Linked DNA regions of Mus musculus: region 1 is linked to region 2. The links are chromatin contacts, called in public HiChIP or PLAC-seq maps. All regions are on one chromosome and are shown on one strand. Each heading gives the region's core, a stretch centred on a gene start, on an enhancer-like site or on the middle of the called end of the contact. The rest is flanking DNA. Distances are from core to core; before and after follow the strand shown.

Region 1 (2,799 bases), core at 40-2,539, 290 kb before region 2:
GCAATGATGATAATGGATTGAACCTCTGAAACTGTAAGCCAACCCCAATTAAATATTTGCTTTCATAAGACTTGCCTTGGCCATAGTGTCTTTTCATAGCAACAAGACCCAAACTAAGACACACAGGTTCCTGTTGGCATAATGTTCTACCCCACCAGCTGGGAATCGAATAGAGCTGGGAACCCTAATCTGAGACATCTGAAACTGAACCAAAGCCACGCTTTCTCCTTGAAGATGTCCCTTGACGTTATTGTTATAGCTCCACGATTATAACAGGCATAAGGCTCATGTCCTGGGAAGCTATAACAATTATCCAATAAAACACTTAGCACAATGTCTAACCTGTGGTAAAGGTTGTCTACTACCATTTCAGAAACCCAGAAGTAGCTTGGTAGAGCAGACCAGTTTGAATAGGACCAAAGTTTCCATGATAGGCAGACTGGCCTTCAACGTAGTGACAAATTTGAAGTGAGGCCATCATAAGCGGAGATCTGTGTTTCAGGAAATGACTCTCATACAGTAAAAGAAGAGAGACAGCGGATGGGGGCAATCAGTCTCCCGTGAATCACTGCAAGGTATGGGTGTGTGGGGTGCCCCTCCCCATGCACCATCTGTTTCCTCTGCAGACTGACACTCCCCTTCCTCCTAAAAGCTCACTCGCTGGATGAATGAATGAGTAAATGAATGAGTAAAACTCATTCTTCCAAACAGATGGAGGCCATTTTATAGCCTGCCAGGAAAACTGAAGGTCAGGAAGCTCAGACGCTGTCCCCTGCCTCATAGTAAACAGCAGCCCTGAGATTCATACAGTGGACTCTTCTGGAGGCAGAAACTGGATACCACACGGACAGGTTTAAACAACACTTACTATTCATTCAGTAAATACCTCAGCCAGACAAGAGCAGAAAACTAGGGGCCTGGGGTGGTGAGGAGACGAAGACCAGTAAGGAAAATAATAACACCACCAACAAACTAACACACGTGGATTATTATTCTAGCTAAAAAATATTTTAAAAGTTCCACTGGATCCCAGTAGGTGGCAGCATCCGGCATCATTTTAAGGCCATTGCAAACAGGTTCAACCACCTGCGCTGAGGGTCTGTATGGGCTAGGTCCTAGCTAGGAGTCGGTTTTATTACTTTATTTAAGCCTCATTCACAATCACTTATAACGATAGGTATGAGCGTCCTAGGCTAAAGGATCAAACTCAGAGCTGCTGAGTCCTGATGTCAAAAGCCGGCACAGGGAGGGAGACCTAACGCTGCGCTGCGCTGTGTCCCTGGGAGAGCTCGCTTCCTACAAGCTACTTACTCTCATTCACCCCCTGCGCTGACTCCTTCTGGACCAAGTTGCCTGCTGTGTGTGCCTTGCTTCCTGACCCTCCACCTTCAGTGTGACTGGCCCAGTCCTCTGCGCACTGCTGAAAAACAACATTCACTAGACTTCCGGTTGGGCTTCGGTTGAGCATCTATTGTTTAACAGGAAATGAAGGGATGGAGCTGGAACTCAGTCATGGAGTTCTCACCCAACATGTGAGAAGCACAAGTTCAAGTTCCAATATTGCCAAAAAGGAAACTATTTATTGAGCAACTACTCATGCCAGGACTTTCATGAAAAACACCAACTTCCAGCCCCGACAGAATTCACCCCTCAAACATTCTCCTCTTGTTCTAGGTTCCTCTGGCTTCCCAAATGACTTTGCAAGGCATGGCCTGGCTCTGACCTGGCCTTAAAGCTTTCCTTCCTGTGCCAACAGGACTGTCCTGATTGACTGCTCCCACAAAATGAGGAGGGGTCAGCATGTCTCTGCCTTGAACCATGGCTTCGGTGTGCTTTCTCTAAGTGAGGGCACAGTGGAGTGTTAGCCCACAAAATGGTGCTTGAAGTTCTTAAGGCCAATGTGGACAGACTTTCAGAAGAGGAATCTGGAGACAGACATCTGAGTTTAAGATCATACAAGTTACTGCTGGATCTGTAATCTGTTGGTGACATGGGCTCTGCAGTCCTTCATGGCATAGGATTCCGGTGACAGAGCCCTGCCTAGCTTGAACAGCATAGAAACAAAACATAGATAAATACGAGAATGGTAACTACTTATGCTTATTAACCACCTCACACATAACCCGGGGAGGCGAACACTGCTCCGTCTACCCCAGTGAAGTCTGCTTGGCAGGCCGAGAGGCCTGGGAGCACTCACGAGGCAGGGAGTTTCAAGGAAACTCAACCTCCTGGAACCTTGGCATTCTCATAACCCGTGTACTCATACCCTATCCCCGTGTTAGTCTGATGTATGGATCCATGTGCTCTCTTTCAGTATTATCTTATTATAAGTGCCTTTAAAGATTGAATTCTGACATAGGTAAGCCTCCACCAGTGTTCCAACGTCCTAGAAAATCCTTGAAGCCAACGAACTAACGAGCTTGGAATTCAGTAGGAATTCAGTGAAAAGGTTACCTATTCAGTAACATTCAAATTTACTTCTAGTAGAGATTTGAAAGTAGGCATTACAAAGAAGAAGCTAGAATAGCTCAGGGCTGGTCTGCAGAGTGATTACTTAGGACAGTAGCCAGTCTCACCCAAACAAGGGAATACACAATGACCTAGCTAATAGGTGGGTTTACCATGTAAGAGGTAGGGAATCCCACTGAGACTGGAATCTTCACTACAACCAGGTATAACAGGCTACATTTCATATTAGAAGAAAGTTGGTGAATTCTTCTGACAAATGGAGATTCCCTACAAATACTTAAAAGAACAGCCAAGTTACACTCATACAAGAATTTATCAAGGCCTAGGAAA
Region 2 (2,700 bases), core at 155-2,654:
TTAACCACTGAGCCATCTCTCCAGCCCTTTTTTGTTTATTAAAGTAGTTTCATACATCAATCTATAATGATTTCAAAATAGTTTGAAGTTCTATAATAAAATCCTGCTTGCCCAAGATGAGATCTTTAACTGAAATTATAACTGTTAAACCAGTATCTTTAGCTACAGAAATTTTAAATAACATCTAAACTTATTTTAAATTTCTAGAGGAAGGTTTGATAATTGCTGATAGAAAGCTGGACTCCAACTACTATTAATACTATTTACTTACAATAAGACTCAACTGCCCATTCCACATGAATCTTGTCTCCATTTTCTGTTCAGTACATCTGCTCTCAAGATGAGAAGATATATGTTTACATCACTTCAATAAAACAAGAAGTGCTACAGTGGTCCCAAAGGGACTATCAAAACTGTTCATCTTGGCTCTTGTTAACAGTCCTCTACAAAATACACTGTTTTTTTGTTTTGTTTTGTTTTTACAAAACCTAGGTACTATAACACCCTCAAAACCAGGTGGGATGGTGGAATTGAAGGTATGATCGCCAAGTCCACAGAAGAAAACAGGCGTCTATTTTATCGTTCTCTAGGAATTAATGTGCTCCTTTGTAAAGCAGCTTGTCTATAAAGTCCTAGTCAGCCGTACCCTTGTCTTTGATTTCAGCAACCCTAACGTATTGCCATGTTTTATTTACCTCCTAGGAATGGCAATTAGTTTGAACCTCAAAACATGTCTTCTGAGCAGAGAAGCAAGTCTCCTCGGTTAGGAGCAACAAAATCAAGTTGGCAGCGGAGACCATTTGCACAAAATCTAATACGAATCCTATTTCACTCCTTTTTCTGCGCCACCTTAATAATGACAGCAAAAGCAGAAGGGTGAAATGTTATTTACAGCTTGGGCCGGGAGAAGCTGCTTAGGCAATTGCTAGGCTGAGCGCGGTGTCGCCGCCATGCAAGCAGGTCACACACCGCTCACCTTCACAGTCAGCCCTCGGCCCCACACCGGCCTCCAGGCCCTGCGCCAGCACAGGGTTCGAGATACAAAACCCGGCGCAAAAGGTCACCAGAGCAGTTGGACTGATGCACCGCATGCTGAGCCTGGGACCCGGAACTACCCACACCTTCCTTACTGTAGTGGGGGCTGCCTCGTGAAGCCGGAAAGAGGCAGGAAACAAGTGACGCAATCTCACCAGGCGTTCCCATTGGCTCTGATGAACGGCGCTCAGGAGAGGGAGGAGCTAATGACCCTCTTCCGGGCCTTTCCGGCTTGAGCTTGAGCAGACCGGCGTTTACGCCGGGCTCCCAAGGAGCGCGGAGTGATGCGCTAAAACTATTGGCTAACCGTTCTGATGAAAGGCGGCATCCTTATGTTGATTGGCTGCGACTTGGGAGGCCGGCGCAGCAGACCGGACGCAGTAGGCGGGCGGGAACGTGAAGTCTCCGCAGTGCCTGATGGGCTTGTTCCGAGGAAGCTAGCTGAAGCTGCTGAAGGGTCCTTCGTTGAGCTGCCGTGGTCTCCGCCGCCTTATGGCGGCGATCGGCGTGCACCTGGGCTGCACATCAGCCTGTGTGGCTGTCTACAAGGTGAGCCTGGGAAGCTGTCTCCGGGTTCCGTGGCGGCCACCCTGTTTTCTGGGCTCCGGGTCATCGGCCCGGGAACCGTGCGTGCAAGCAAGTGGCAATGTTGCGGGTTCTCGGCTCTCCCTCCAAGGCCAAGCACGCTGTGTGGAGGGTGGATACAGAGAGCCGGATCTTGGATACTCCAGGGTATCCTGGACGTCTTGGCTGTTTGAGGAGTTTTAGGGACGAAAAGGCCTCAAGCATGCAGGGTGCACTTAGGAGACCGGGCCATAGGATGCCCAGAAGAGTTCAAAAGACGTCAGGGCTCCAGGATGCCTGGAGTCCTCGGGGCGGGGGACATCGTTCTTGTAAAGACGCCTAGAACAAACCTGGATGTCAGGACCCCCTGGATGCTAGAGAAGTCCTAGTGACAACTGACCGCAGAGTCCCTAAGAGGTCACGGTGACGTCACTGGTTCGGGGTTCCCGGAGGTGGGAGGTATTTGAATTTCTGAGCAACCAGAGCACTGTGTAACTGCCCTCGAGAGAAGGGTTCCTAGTTAAGAACTGACTCTTGCTGTACACACTTGATTCTAGAACTGAGAACTTAACAAGGAACTATAGCTTTTTCCTCCTCAATATCGATGGAGAAGGAACAATGTTAAGGAATTTAACCGATGCTATCTTCGGTTTTAAGTCTCATTCGATTTATCAGGAAAGTCCCAGGGGAGTAGCTACTTCGTTTGTAGGGAAGCAGGTGGAAAAGCTGTATTTGTGGGAGAGTCGTGTAATCATGCTTGCTAGGTATAGAATGTTGTATACATTTGATCCAGCTTACTGCACAGATCTAAACGGGAAAATGCATGGGCTAGAAGAAGCCTTTTATTAAACTATAAGAAACAAATAGTGGCAGTTAAAAGACCAGTTTATGAGGGACAATCTAAGAAAGAGAGACACTGCCAACCTAGTAAGGTTTTGCAAGGTGGAGTAGTCTGAGGACTGAACTCGGGTAGCCTTGTGCTTTTATTGATTGTTACGAAAAAAAGGCCTTTTGGCAAGTCAATTACTGAATACCAGAATGTCTTCTCTGATCTCGTTGTCTGAAGGACCCATTGCCTAAGCAATTATCAACCATTGCAAA

The links. HiChIP or PLAC-seq counts read pairs in DNA pulled down with a chosen protein or histone mark.
Region 1: a contact with region 2 is called in an H3K27ac HiChIP or PLAC-seq map of double positive thymocytes, with 5 times the contacts expected there. The contact joins the enhancer-like site here to the promoter of Hspa14 in region 2. A contact is called at or near these places in 26 of 39 promoter capture datasets (the 3T3-L1 cell line, 3T3-L1-derived adipocytes, the C10 cell line and 17 more), 3 of 15 datasets of contacts at CTCF or cohesin (CD8 T cells, large pre-B cells and stem cell-derived epiblast-like cells), 14 of 484 Hi-C or Micro-C datasets (B cells, CD4 T cells, CD8 T cells and 10 more), 31 of 115 datasets of contacts at active chromatin or transcription factors (the 230-238 cell line, the SCID.adh cell line, SST interneurons and 25 more) and 5 of 9 other capture datasets (adipose tissue, bone marrow-derived macrophages, embryonic stem cells and 2 more).

The regions. Positions count from the first base shown.
Region 1 is chr2:3,798,456-3,801,254 of GRCm38.p6, reverse strand. No RefSeq gene overlaps it. Among named protein-coding and RNA genes, the nearest start is that of Gm36031, 8.0 kb to the left of the region's middle. Within about 2 kb of position 1,289, at least 59 of the 459 cell types and tissues checked have an H3K27ac peak or open chromatin away from gene starts, as enhancers often do. A contact at or near this core is called in B cells, CD8 T cells, the SCID.adh cell line and 13 more, where this site is marked.
Region 2 is chr2:3,511,518-3,514,217 of GRCm38.p6, reverse strand. It overlaps Hspa14 (heat shock protein 14), which reads left to right and starts at 1,404. Exons shown (of 14, transcript NM_015765.2): 1 at 1,404-1,584. The coding sequence starts at 1,528. Cdnf (cerebral dopamine neurotrophic factor) reads right to left here and starts at 1,153. Exons shown (of 4, transcript NM_177647.4): 1 at 977-1,153. The coding sequence starts at 1,091.